Linked DNA regions of Mus musculus: region 2 is linked to region 1. Evidence: chromatin contacts called from public HiChIP or PLAC-seq data. All regions are on one chromosome and are shown on one strand. Each heading gives the region's core, a stretch centred on a gene start, on an enhancer-like site or on the middle of the called end of the contact. The rest is flanking DNA. Distances are from core to core; before and after follow the strand shown.

Region 1 (7,563 bases), core at 2,449-4,948:
ATACGCCTTTTCCAAACCTGAGGGGAAATGAAGGGCCCCCTTGTAGCGTGTAGCCTCTAATCCTGTGTGTTCCTCAATCCCGATTTATGTATTCCCAACGATTAGAGAGAGGTTTGGCAATCTTAAATGGCTGGGTTCAGATGAGACTGTCCGGGTACCACCAAATTAAAGGGCAGCAGAGCCGCTTGGAGAACCCAGCCTCTGGCATTTGTGGTAGAGAGGCCTTTATCTAGAGGCAGGCCTTGCTGGAAGAAGGTGGACACGCCTGTGTCTCAGGCAACCTTAATTAGGGCCAGTGACTTGGTGGCCCCCATGATGACCGGTTGAGCCTGTGCCTGTGGCTCTAAGTCATAAAACCACTCCTGGGAAAAACCCAGCAAGGCCCTGGGTGACACCCGGGACTCTAGGGGGAGTGGCCTCACAGGTGTTGCTGTGCTCTGCTTTCCAGTTCAGCTGGCCTCTCCTGAGGTCCCTACCTGCACAGCCTGCTCACCACACTGAAGTGTGCAGGCCTCTCCCACAGCACGGGCTCCTCGCTACATCTGAGCCCTGTTTTTGTCTGTACTTCTCAGCTGTATGCAGAGACCTCCAGGGACTTGTTTTTCTGCTAGCATCCAATTGGACACACTAGGTCTGGGTCCCAGCTCTCCAGCCTCCCAGGTTCCTCCCTCGTCCCCCTCCCTGTTCCCATGATACCCCAGCCTGTCTCTGTCTTTGCCTTTCTTGAGAAACAGGACACTGTCTTATCCCATCCAATGTTGGTTGAGCTGTGCATGTACCCAGCCATGTATAAGAAGGAGCTGAAGTGACAAGGGGGGGTGCAATATTCCCAAAGCCTTTGGGAATGAGAAGCTGTAGGTGCAGAGGAGCTGAGGAGGGGCAAAGCGTTTGTGGCATTTGCTGGGTGAGTGTAGGGAGCCTAGGGGTGTGGTACGTATTAGATAACCAGGAGCCTGAGGCAAGAGGACTGCTTTAAGGGGTTCAAGGCCAACCAGGGCTATATAGTGAACACTGGGCCAGCCAGGTCTCCAGCAGACAAACAGGAGTACTGGGAGGAGGTGGGGTTACCACCTCGACCTTGATGGTAGCATGGCCTAAGCAGGTGGCTAGTTCTGGGCTGATGGTGTGAAGGTGCCCTGGGGTTCCCCACTCACCGCCTGAGCTCCCCACGTGGCTCTCAGAAGCCTTTGGCATAGAGAGAAGAGAAGAGACTTATCAATCATAGGGGCATGGGATTTCCCTCCACTCCAGAGCATTTGTGGCTTTGACTTTATGCGCAGGTCTTTGCCAAGGCCCCTGTGGAGCATGGGGCTGGAGGCTGTGGACAAGTTCTCAGTGAGGTTAAGCAGGGGGCTTAAGCTTACCTCATGCTAATCTTCAAGGAGAGACTTTCTGGCCTCTCTGAGTGGATCCTCTTCTAAAGAGACATTTGTGCAGGTTTTGGGCACACTGGGAGTGCAGGCTGTCTATTTTTGTGTCAGAGGCAGCATCTCCCTGAGGCAGGGAGGGTGGAGGTGGAGGTGGAGGTGTCCCGGGTTCTGACATCTTCATGTCATTGTGTAGCTGCGGGGCAGCAGCTAGCCTTCTTAAATGAAATAGATTCGGGATGGCTCATGGTTACACGTCTTGGTCACACAGACCATTAGAAGTCGCCTGAGCTGTTGACCTGCATTTTCCTTATTGGCATGCATGGTTCAATTTAGGAAAGCTGATGTGGGAGGGAGCATGGATGCTGGGGAATAAAGAGCAGACCTGTCCCATCGTCTGTCTGTCTGTCTGTCTGTCTGTGTCCTAGTCTCCATACCCGGTATTTAAATACACAACAGCTTTAATATGCTGTGGGGCAGAGGTTCTGAAGTATGAGAGTGCCTGTTCAAATAGAGTAGGTACATCTTAGACATGTATACAGGGTTGACCTCACCCCTTTCCCAAATTCACCATGGCTTGCAAACTTAGGCCCCTGGAACACTAGAACATCCTGAAGAAGCTATACATGGCTGCATCACCCTACCCATCCCTTGACTTTCCCACTCCAGAGAGGACTGTAGACAGGCCCAGGAGGGAGCCTTCTCCTTTCTGCCTATTAATGGGAGAAGAAATGTAATAGACGAAAACGAAGGTGTCTGCCCTTTTCACATAATGAGTAAAAGCCTGACCCACTCATTCAGCTAACATTTCTTGAGCACCTACTGTATGCTGGCACAGGCATAGAGATGAGCACCTACTGTATGCTGACACAGGCATAGAGATGAGCAGGGCTTCCACTTACAGATTGCGAAGTAAGAGTGGGGTTAGAGGCCAGCAGCTGCGTGCAGCAAAGCACACCAAGTTCAGATACATGTTAAGTAGAGAGTGACCAGCTCCCCGCTGCATAGGGTCTGAGGGTCTTGGCATGCAGGGAAGCCCTTTATTAGTCACTGCTGAGTCTACTTCTCTCAAAGGGTTATGGTTAGGGACTATTTGGGCCAGGAATGTCGCCTAGCTGTCTCTCACTGAGGCCTGGGTGTGGGTGGGGATGGGGTCTATGGTTCTGTTAGCAGTGCCTACCCTGGCTTTGTGTGGACCCACTCCTTCACGGTCTAGTCTGTCCAGTTCCTAGGCATGGTTTCCTTCCATGTTAGCCTGAGCCAGTGGGAGCTTCTGTTTCTAAGAGCGAGTGGGAGACGTGGATCGACAAGCTTGCCTTTTGTCTGGATCAGTGATTCTCAACCTGTGGGTCATGGTCCCTTTGGAGTCATGGATGAAACGTCCTGAATATCAGAAATTGACATTACATACAGCTCCTAACAGTAGCAAAATGGCAGTTATGCAGTAGTAATGGAAATAGTTTTATGGTTGGGGCCACCACAGCATACAGCATGGGGAACTGTAGTGAAGGGTCTCAGAATTCAGAAGGTTAAAAACCACTCATATGGATGCTGGGGCTGTTGGGTGAGCTGGCAGGGACTGCTTGCAAGAATCCATCTGTTTACAGGAAGAAAAAGTCCTGGAAGGAAATGAACGTAATTTCTGTGGTGTTTCTGGAGAGCGGGTTTCATGACCGTTGGTTTCTCGGGCTTCTCATTTTTCCAAATGACCCTTGTATTTTAGAAAGAGATAATTTTTCATTGTCATTTTTGAGACCTAAATAGGTTGGTAAGTTTCCCTTATTGAACTTAAAGGATGAGAATTCTCAGAGGTTAACTCCCTCTTGGCCAGGCCCTTCCTGAAGCCCCCTAGCATCTCGCTGCCAGCGGGGGATGGGCTGTACTGCTTACTGGATATTTTCTCTCTGTCTCTGTAGATTGAAAACAACCTCATGTCTGGAGGACCGAGAGTGATCCAAATATGAGGTGTATGTGTACATGTACGCGTTCATCTTGTGTGTCTCTGTCTGTGTATATACTGTGACTTCAGTCAGTGCCTCTTCCCCAATGCTGTTGCTTCAGAGGGGAGACAGCAGCAGGAAGCCCCTAAATGTGAAGGAGAACTCAGCCCTTCACGGGAAGCACCCAGCAGAAAGGAGGGATGGGAAAGTGGGCGGGAGATCTCTGCCGAGTGAGTACAGAGGCATCCCACGTTCAGAATTTAGAGCACCCATCTCGTGGGCTTTTTTTGTACAAGCTTCACAGAGTTATTGTGGCTGTGTGGATTCCTTCAGTAAGCCAGAGACTCACATTTAGCACAGGATGGGAGGCGAGTGGGAGGAAGAGTTTAACTACAACCCAACAACTTCCTTTTCGGTTGGAGTCGTGGGTGAGTGATCTGTGCTATTGTGGGGGAAGGCTTGGCTGATGCACCGCTTTGATTTTGTTTTTACTCGGTCCGAGGGTGTGTGTGTCTGTGTGTCTGTGTGTCTGTGTGTCTGTGTGTGTACATACACGTGTTTATCTACATACATACCGTTTTCAGTACCCAAAGAAATAGACAATATACCCCGTGTCAGTGATTCCCTGTCCCTTCTCTCTGGGGTTAAAATGCTGCCTTTTCTGGGCTCCTGTCTCTGTGGCCCAGCTGATGCCAAGTCAGTCAGATGATTGTGTGTGCTGAAATCTAACTCTAGGCTGCACAGAGTGCCGTCCCCCACAGCTGAGGTCAGGGCCCGAGAAGGCCTTCTGTGCATGTGTGTATTGCCTTGAAGCCCAAAGGCGTTTTGGGGACAGCTGTAGGACACCCTCCAGCTGCCATGATTTGGGGGTGGTGCCTTGCAGTGTGTGCAGACAGAGTCTGACAGAGACCACCCTGATACTACTCAGGCTGTTTGGATTCCATGGATAGGGAATCATGAGGTCACTTTAAGGCAGAGGACAGGAAGAGGAGGGATTTTGCTTACATGCAGGTCTTTATTCCCGAGTAGGTGTTCTGTGTGGCCTCTTTATTTCATGATGTTCAGGACAGCTCTCCTGGCCTGGAGTTGACTTTGTTGCTTGTCATACTGCTAGCCATTCCTTGTGGTGATGTCTTACGTCACCCAGATTGGGCTAGAACAGCCTAGGTAGAGAAAGTGAATCCAGGATGAAGGGGAGGCTGCAGATAGTAGACCTAGCCTAGAGTCTTCCCCCCAAGACTGCTGTGGCATTCAACCGGTGGGGCTGATGGAGTTGACATAGACAATCCGAGTGCCTATGTCAGCCCGATTGTAGCTACGTGTCCTTAATCACTTTTAGAAACGAGCCAAGTGACTCCCTGTGACTTTGGGTAGCGTTTCTGCAATAAGCCTGTTGCAATCCAATTACTTCATTTTATTTAAAGAGCAACCCACCAATGCTGTGGAGCAAGGCACGTACACATGCGCGCACACACCATTCACAAGGTACAAACCACGTAAATCGGGAGAAATGGATGAGGAACTCTTCATTGCTCCTGCAAAGACTCTGAACTGTCCATGGAGCCTGAGCGCTGTGTTATTGGCATAATTTGTACGATTTAGCTAATACTATTATTTTACCTATTATTGATGTTGGAAAGAGTTGCTGTAAATGGGCAGGAAGGCAATATGGGGGATTGCTCATTGGGGTTCCCCTGTGGAGGTTATTACTATCATGCTTATTAACAGAGTTCAAAGTTCCAGGGGCTTGTTTACAGTCCTTTGAAATAATGCGGAGATGCTATGTTGGTTTAAGCAGCAGTAATAAAATAGACCATTTCGCAAATTTCTAGAAGCTGCAAGTCCAAGAAGAAGCTACCAGGAGGTAGCTGGCAAGAGCCTACTTCCTGATTTGCAGATGTAGGCTTTGATGGGTCCTCACGTGGGGGAGAGAGAGATCATCTTTCTCTTGCCTTTCCTTATACAGACTCTAACCTCATGCAGAGCTCAAGGACCATACCATTGGAAGTTAGAATTTCACTTGTGACTTTAAAAGAGACACAGACACATCCAGGCCACAGCCGCCGGAGAGGGACCTCCTCTCATAAAGCTTGTTGTCATTTAATAACTGGAAATGGGTCACCTGCTGGGTGAGAGCTGAGCTGCCTTCGTCCTCATTCGAGAATCTTCTTGGTGCAGCGGATGATGGTTGATGATAATACAGACTCAGAACTGGTCACAGTGTAGAGAGAAAGTGTCTGTGGAGTTCCCAGGCTACAGGACTTCTACATTGCACACACTCCTTCTGCCTAGGGCTCAGGGAACAACATCATGGAAGAAGGGGCGGAAAGATGGTAACAGCCAGAAGCTGGGGCCACTGGCACAAGTAGTGTCTTCTGATGGGTGTGTGTGGGAGCTGTGACAAGACTGTTACCTGCACAAGAGCAAGCCAGTCAACCTTCCAGCACTGATGGGGGGGTGGGGTGGGGGACTCACAAGCCACTACCCTAGCTACTGACAGTTGATGGTGACCATTTTCTCTAGGGGTGTGGTCTCTGATAGCTTGGCCACAGGACTGTGAATGGTCCTACCACCCATGAGCCGCTGGCAGCAGTGATTGAGCTCTGATGATTTAACTCTGGGCTTAGGGGAGCTGGGAAGGGATTGGGGAAGGGGGTTGAGGGCGATGGTGAATGTGGTTAAGATACGTTGCTTGTTTGTATGACATGCTCAAAGAATAAGTCACATTTTTTGAAAAGGGAAAAGGAACCAGGCAGTGGAAGTGCCCGCCTTGCATCCCAGCACTTGGGGAAGAGAGGCTGGAGGATCTCTGAGTCTGAGGCCAGCCTAGGTTGTACGACAGCCAAGGCTACACAGAGAGACCCTGTCTTGAAAAACAAAAACAACAACAGAAGGGGAAGAGGAAGAGGAGGAGGAAGAGGAGGAGAAAGAAAGACAGAAAGACAGACAGAAAGAAAAGAAAGAAAGACGGAAAGAAAGGGAGAGAAGAAGAAAATGACCTGCCAGCCCCATGCCCTGTGAAGAGAGGTCAGCGAACTCTGGAAGGGGCTCCGTGGACCCGCCCTGCAGTGGATATCCTCGTGATGGCTGTGCAGTGAGCCTGGGTGCTCCTTGGCCTGGTGTGGCTCCTGGGTCTTCCTGCTGTGCTCAGTTCCTCCTCAGCGCAGGAGAAAGCGACTTCCATCACCCAGAGTCCAACTGTGACTCAGCAATGGATCCTCAGTGCTGCCGCCGTCGCCTTTAGCAGCATCTGCGCTGCTGGGAGGAAGGACAAATGTCCGTTTTTTTTTTTTTTTTTTTTTTTTTTTTGTGGCTTCAGAATTTCAAACTTGATTATGGAAAGTTCTAAACACACACCCAGAAGGAGACGATCGTGGTGAGCCCTCATCTATCTGCCTGTTAGTTTCAACAACCCCTGACCTTTCGTTGTCCTGATTTTCAGACATGTTGCAGTATTTTCAAGCAACGTGTAGACACCTCTTACTAACCATACGTTCAAGCCCAGCTAAGGGGAGTATGAAGGTCAGTGACTCAGAAGTGCTGTTCTTCTGTCCAGTTGGTGGTCCAGCAGAGGTGGCATATGAATTAACTTACCTTTCGGTACTATAGTGAAGCACTCAGGGCCCCATAGCTTATTGGAAACGTAAGTTTTATTTAGCTCGCAGTTCTCTGGAAGTCAAGTCCAGTTCGCCTCCGTTGAGATCTTGGCAGACGATATGTAATGACAGGAGCCTATTCTCCTGTGGGGACATGTCCTCATGTTCTTTTCTGTGGGGACATGTCCTCATGTTCTCTCCTGTGGGGAGCTTGTTCTCACAAGGTCCATGTGAACGCTTTCTTAATCCGAACCGTCCTGAGGGGCAGCATCTCCTACAGTCTACCTTTAAAGGTCCCAATACCTCACACAACGCCATGCTAAGGACCAGGCATCCAAGACACGCACCACACATTGACTTGTATGTAACACACACACACACACACACACACACACACACACACACACTCTCTCTCTCTCGCAGTGGGGAGGGGGAGGAGAGGAAAGGAGAAGAGATGCTAACACTTCACAGAGTCTCTCACTCCAGGGTCTTCTCGGAGGCTGGCCATAGGACCCTTCCTCTCATCCTCTGCAGTTGAGACTTGAGGAACTTTGTTAGCAGCTGGGCAAGTTGCTGGTGACAAAGCTCTTGGCTCTCATGTGTGGTTGCAGAAAGACATTTTCATAAGCATGCCCTCGTGAACCGGCGCTGGAATGTAAG
Region 2 (6,467 bases), core at 2,765-5,264, 240 kb before region 1:
CTCACCCACAAAATAAAACCTTCTAGCTGAGTCGATCCCCCAAGTAACCAGTTGGCAGTCACCCTAAATCTTTCCCTCTGATGAAGCTCTCAAACTTAAGGATACGTGTAGCTAGGCCCCTTCCTGTAACATTGAACAAGGATGCTACCGGTTTAGGGAGTGTGTCTGGGATAAAAGATTCCTTTGAGAGTGCTCCTTGGCATAGCTGCTATGTGTTGGAAGAAAGCCCCGCATGCCATTGCACTGTAGGATGCAATGGGATTTGGAATGCTTTTACCGTAGAGAAATGGTCAGGGAGGAGGCAGATAGACTCATCTTTATTTCAACACTGTCCAGTGTATGGAACCATCACATGATATCCCAAAAACATGTATGGTTTTATGCTTTTACATTTTGATTTTTTAAAAGTGTACATAGGCAGATGCTCTCAGCCAACCATTGGACTGAGCAAGGAGTCCCCAATATAGGAGTTAAAGGACTGAAGGAGCTGAAAAGGTTTGCAACCCCATAGGAAGAACAACAATATCAAGCAACCAGACTCCCCAGAGCTCCCAGGGATTATACCACCAACCAAGGAGTACACATGGAGGGACCCATGGCTCCAGTCGCATATGTAGCAGAGGATGGCCTTGTCTGGCATCAATGGAGGAGAGGCCCTTGGTCCTGTGAAGGCTCAAAGCCCCAGTGTAGGGGAATTCGAGGGCAGGGAGGTGGGAGTGGGTGGGTGGGTGGGGGAACACCTCATAGAAGCAGGGGGAGGAGGGATGGGACATAGGGGGTTTGGGGGTGGGAAACTGGGAAAGGGGATAACATTTGAAATGTAAATAAAATATCCAATAATTTTAAAAAAGAACCCCCCCCCAAATGAAAAGTGTACAGAGTAGAGAAAAAGGGGCTGCTTCAATGAGGTCAATGTCAGAACCAAGGTAAAGCCCAGGGCTGGACCCTGACTGGTTCTGTGTCTGTAAGAGCTGCTAGATTCTGTCAACAGACTATCAGAAATTTCAAAGCCAAATTTAGCCATGCACTAATTGTCAAGCTATCTATGGGTTAAAATCTATTAATATAATCTCTGTTATAAAAATTTCCAGACACAAAAGAAAGCAGGAAACTACAGTCAGTACCTAGATCCAAGAACCATCAATATTTTGCTATGATAGTCTTATCTATCCTTGCCTAAGCATTTTAATGCAAATCCCATACAAGTCGATTCACTTACATTTTTTTCCTTCTTACTTTTTGAAATTAAAATATATCATTTTCTCCTCCAGCCCCTCCTTGCTTTCTCTCTCAAACGTGCGGCCTCTCATTCCTAAATACATATATACAACCTGATCGGTCTTTGTAATATACTTGTACGTATATGGTTTCAGGGCTGACCACGTGGTATTGGATCATCAGTTTGGAGGCCCTTCCCAGGGAAGACTATTTCTCTTCCTTTCAGCATTCCTTAGCCACCTGTAGTTCTTTGTCTAAGGCTGAAGACTTAGGAGATTTGCCCCTTTCGTGTTAGCATGTCATTGGCCTTGTCTTTGTTCAGACCTTGTTTGGGCAGCCATCTTGAAGAGGCTTCATTGGTGGGGCTTCTCTGTAAGTCAGTTCACTCTTAAATGCATCTTTAGGTAAGTGGATACAAGGAACATTTTCATAATTAATTCCAATGTCAGCATAATTCTTATAAAATGACATTAATGTGCTACTATCTTACAGTATGTCGTCCATATTTAGAGTTCTATGATTATCTAAAAAGAATAATAATAAAATATTCTATTGGCTTAAACTGGGGTGTGTAGAAAGTCCTTCACTGCATAGGGGAACATGAACCTAGTAAAAGGGAGATCTATCCATTCAGAGGGACTGTGTCCAACTGCCACGTGCAAGAAGTATCATGTGACATGAATCCTTCCCTGACCTAACCCTCAGAATCCCAGGGTTAAAGACATCTATTTGTACTACACCACACACTTTACTAGGCTGAATACTCTCAATTTGTTTCTATAGGTTTCCCAATGACAGAGTTTTCTCTTTTCCTTCTCCTTTTCCTTTGATCAAGCTCTGTCTGGTGATGCTCCCTAAAGACACCTTACACAGAGTGCCTAGCCTTAGTCATCAGTTCTTGTTTGAGCAATGTTGCTTCTCTTGTATAGAGAGCTAATGACCTTCCTAGCCTTAGTCATCAGTTCTTGTTTGAGCAATGTTACTTCTCTTGTATAGAGAGCTAATGACCTTCCAGATGGGGAAACTGGTCTTAGTCTCCTTGTTTGATGCAAACGCAAAGCAGAGTCAACAACTCACAGCTTTGTCTGTGAAGAAGTCACTCTAGCTCCCGGCACTACTAATGTGCAGCTACTGTGTGGCTCATGTTAGAGAGCGTGGAGAAGACAGGGGGTCCTGGAGTCTCAAAAGCTTGGCTTACCAGCAAGATGACACAGACTCTGCAGCCAAGCTCTCTAAGTTCAAAGTCCAAACCTATCATGTACAAGCTGTGGCTCTTGGGTAAAATTCCTCTGTGGTTCACTTTCTGTAAAATTCATCTTTGGTTCTCTTATCTGTAAAATTGACTTGGTAATAGTACCTCTTTCTTTCTTTCTTTTTCTCTTTCTTTCTTTCTTTCTTTCTTTCTTTCTTTCTTTCTTTCTTTCTTTCTTTCTTTCTTTCTTTCTTCCCTTTTTCTTTTCTTTCGAGACAGGGTTTCTCTGTGTAGCCCTGGCTGTCCTGGAACTCACTCTGTAGACCAGGCTGGCCTCGAACTCAGAAATCTGCCTGCCTCTGCCTCCCGAGTGCTGGGATTAAAGGTGTGCACTACCACACCTGGCAATAGTACCTCTTTCAATAGGTTGTTGTGAGAATTAAATAAATCAGTGCCTGCAAAGTATCAAACAGTATTTGGCTCAGAGTGGGTGCTCCGTGGTTGTGATTCTTACTGTCTTGCATCTACCACCTTGAGAATATGTCTTCAGTTCCTTATTTTTAACTCAAGAGATTACAATCAATGGGACCTACTCATGGGAACTTTGTGAAGATCAAAGGAGAAAATTCATCAAAAACTGAAAGAACAGTGTCTGGTACATAATAAGCACTCAATAAATACTAGCTACTATTGATTTAGTTAGCACTTTGTACTTGCCATGGTACCAATCCCAAGTCAGAAGTCAGGTATGCCAGAAACCAACAAAGCAACTTAATCTACACTCCAAGCTTTAACAGTATCTCAGTCAATCTTGAAGATTCTATTTCCCCCACGATGTCCAGTCTGCGCCAAGGACCTGAGAACTTAGTCAATGTCCAGGTTTCCAGAGTCTTGCTGGCCCTGAGTCCTCTATCCACTTAGACATCTGTTATCTCAGCCTGGCAAGTCTCTGCTATTTCCGAACCACCCAAGGCCTTGCCCAGTGGATCTCCTGTCATAGTTGAGCTTCTGCTCCCCTAACATCCCCAAAGACCCATTGATACTTCCCTTATATTTTACTCAAGCATCTGGGGACCATTTCTTAGTCCCCAGGAAAATCTTGCTTTCAAATCCATTGACCTCCATGGAAATTGAGATAGAAAAGTTGGGTCACAGAGTCTCCCCAGAGGTAGAGAAGCAGCAGAGCTTGCTCCACAACTTGAATGTGACCCAGAGGAAAAGATTATAGAGGGAGTTTCCATACAGTGACCATCTAGAGAAGTTTTTTAAATGTCCACTGCCAAACAGAGTGTGATTCACATTCTCGTCCCTCACTGGACACCCGGGCCTTATGCCAAGAAGTCTGCAAAACATTAGAAGAGAATAAAGAGCTGAACTAGACAGTTGTCTTCCCCTGAGAGTTCCCCATCTGCACGAACACACACACCCCTCCAGAGGACATCTGGCAATCTTTAAGAGACATTTGGGATGGTCACCATTGAATGGGAGAAGGGTGCCTCTGACATTTTGTGGGTACAGACGCAAGGTGCAACCACACATCCTACAATGCATTCGACAGTCAGCCGCCCTCTCCCCTGCCCACATAAAGGATTAATCTGGCCCCAGATGTTAGCAACATAGAGGAGGAGGCATGAAAACTGTCATGCGAGGCAAGAGAGAGTGACAAGGCAATTGTGCCAGAGGCTCGTGCAATCAAAATCACTGTGAGGCCATTTACTTGAATCAGGAGGGTCATTCCTAGGAACTTATTTCATAGAAAAGGGTCCTCACAGGCCAGAGTTTCTATTTCTCACACAATTTTAGATAGCAATGCCTCCAAAGACAGCACGGAAGCAAACAGGAAGCAGCTGCTGATCACCCAACCACAAGCAGACTGCTGGCCTCCAAAGAAGGACGTCCTCCACTGGGTGGAGACTCGGGCTATCCAGCAGCCGGCAAGAGCCTCTCCATTCAGGTTGGGCTTCTGTTGCTTTCTAGGCATGGTAATTGGACAGGAAAAGTTGGCTCCTTAATTACCACGATGCTTTCTTCTCCACAGCCTTCCAGGAAGTGCCCATGATGCGTATATGCTGATAGAGGGTGGGAAGCATCCAGGTGGAGTAGTAAAAAAAATAAAAGCCCCTCAAAAGGTCAGAAATGAGGCAAGAATCTCATCTCATTGCTCTTGTTCTGGGATATAATTGGAGAAAGACTTGCAAGTTCCAGGGCGATCTGGTGCCAGTGAGGAAGAGAAGATAGAAGAAGAGGGTTTGGTGTTCAGGCTGGAGGACGGGTAGTAGAGCGGGGGGGGGGGTGAGGGGTGGGGGGGGTGGGGGGGGGAGGGGAGGTCATGTTGTACTGAGGGTGTTGACCTGTCCTTGGTGAGGGGTGAAAGCCCATGGTATGCAGGCAACAACACGGTTTTCCATTTCCAATGTGAAAGAGGTCTTGTTCAAAACAATGAGGACAGCTAGAAGATTATCTTCAGTGGTGGGATCTTACTATTCTTTTGACTTTTCAACTGCTTTGAGGGTATGGGGGAGGAGCTTAATTTATAAGAGATCCACTGTCGTTAATGGAAGCTACAGCCAAGAATTTGAGAGATGCTTCCTACTCTGCTTGTGAGGAGAGACCTCTGCCCAGCTTGTCTACATTTTTGACAAGATCTTCTCAGCGACTGCAATGGCTAGGCTGTCCTCTCCTCTCTGGCCTCTGTGGCCAGCGGTTCTCTTAGCCTGCTTCTGTCCCCCTGGTGCATTTCCCTGGCTGTGTAGATGATTTTCTGGGACTCCTATGTCATCTCTCCATGCTCTCTGATCCCTCCTCCTCCCTCACCACTCCCACTTGCTATTCTGATGGCTCTTTGGTCTCTCCTGCTTAATGCTTTCCCAGTGCTTTCCATGGGGCCACCATCACCTGGCACCTGGATCCCCGCAGTCACCTCCTATTGTGGTCCATCTGGTCCATCCTTCTTTCCTTGCCTTGCCCTAGAAACTGGATAGTCCCTTCTAAAATGTGCTTGTGATGACAGCTTCTTGTTAACACAGTCCTGGCTTGCATAGCCGTTAGCCCCTCTGAGTAAAGAAGATGCTGTTATTATCCTCATGACAGATTTGAAGGCAGAGGCACAGAGAGGTTGCTTATCTTGCCTGGGACCTCACTGCCATTATGAAGATATGTCACCATTGCCATCTGGCTTAGGCTTCTTGCAATGACTCTCAATCTTTCCAGGGCAAGCTCCGTACCTTCACCATGTTTTTTGTTTGCTTGCTTGTTTGTTTGTTTTCTGGCCCAGGCTTTCCCTCTCTGCCCAGATTTATCAATCTCCTCTTCCACATCACTCTGTAGGGCTTGATCTTTGCATAGCTGCCTGCAGGTCCTCACAGAAGCCTTGGAGGAGGTGGGCGTGTCACACTGCTCTGTCTTTGCAAGTTGTTTCTTTCCCTAAGATGTCTTTCTCCACCCATTCCACCGGATAGACACAACTCAAGGCTCACTTGAAAGTATGTCTTTCTACCAAGTCTTTGTGGGCCACCTCTCACCTATCCCTTGAATAACTGGCCTCTACCTCCCTTGAGCTTTGCTCAAGTGGGACCCTATTCTGTTCCCTCACTTTGTCAAACAGGATGAGGATGCGGACCAGAAGTCGCTCCTTTTAACATGTACTCGATTAGATAGATCTCTTGAGATGTTTGCAAGCTGACTTATTGATGCTGCCTTCCTGGAGAGGGTGTTCTCCCTGCCTCAGTGGTGTAGGTGATGATGGCTGGGCATTGAGTTAACACCCCATTGAAATTGGGAAACTACTCATTTGAATGTGACTATGGAGCAACAAAGCTTGGGAGTCTCAGACAACAGAGAGAACACACAGGAAAGGTTGGGAGAGGAGCAAATGGCTGTCCTTTGGACTCTGTCGACTGACCAGGGTGGGGATATGGTTCTGTCCTGGCTGGCTCCAGTCCCAGAGGCTGTCCATAGAGACTCTGCATACTTAGCTTGGCCTTTGGTGCTTGAGTAAGATTCCACCCCCTCAGTCCCTGCTTGGGCTCCAGGCCATCCTGAAGTCTTTCTCTGTCCC

Evidence for each region. HiChIP or PLAC-seq counts read pairs in DNA pulled down with a chosen protein or histone mark.
Region 2: a contact with region 1 is called in an H3K4me3 HiChIP or PLAC-seq map of bone marrow-derived macrophages, with 5 times the contacts expected there. The contact joins two enhancer-like sites. A contact is called at or near these places in 1 of 484 Hi-C or Micro-C datasets (bone marrow-derived macrophages) and 5 of 115 datasets of contacts at active chromatin or transcription factors (T-cell acute lymphoblastic leukemia, bone marrow-derived macrophages, embryonic basal ganglia and 1 more).

Annotation. Positions count from the first base shown.
Region 1 is chr15:59,015,281-59,022,843 of GRCm38.p6, reverse strand. The region is part of intron 3 of Mtss1 (MTSS I-BAR domain containing 1); the gene reads left to right. Among named protein-coding and RNA genes, the nearest start is that of Gm41330, 25 kb to the right of the region's middle. Within about 2 kb of position 3,698, at least 56 of the 459 cell types and tissues checked have an H3K27ac peak or open chromatin away from gene starts, as enhancers often do. A contact at or near this core is called in bone marrow-derived macrophages, where this site is marked.
Region 2 is chr15:59,261,433-59,267,899 of GRCm38.p6, reverse strand. The region is part of intron 2 of Gm36617 (a long non-coding RNA gene); the gene reads right to left. Among named protein-coding and RNA genes, the nearest start is that of Gm36617, 18 kb to the right of the region's middle. Within about 2 kb of position 4,014, at least 104 of the 459 cell types and tissues checked have an H3K27ac peak or open chromatin away from gene starts, as enhancers often do. A contact at or near this core is called in bone marrow-derived macrophages, where this site is marked.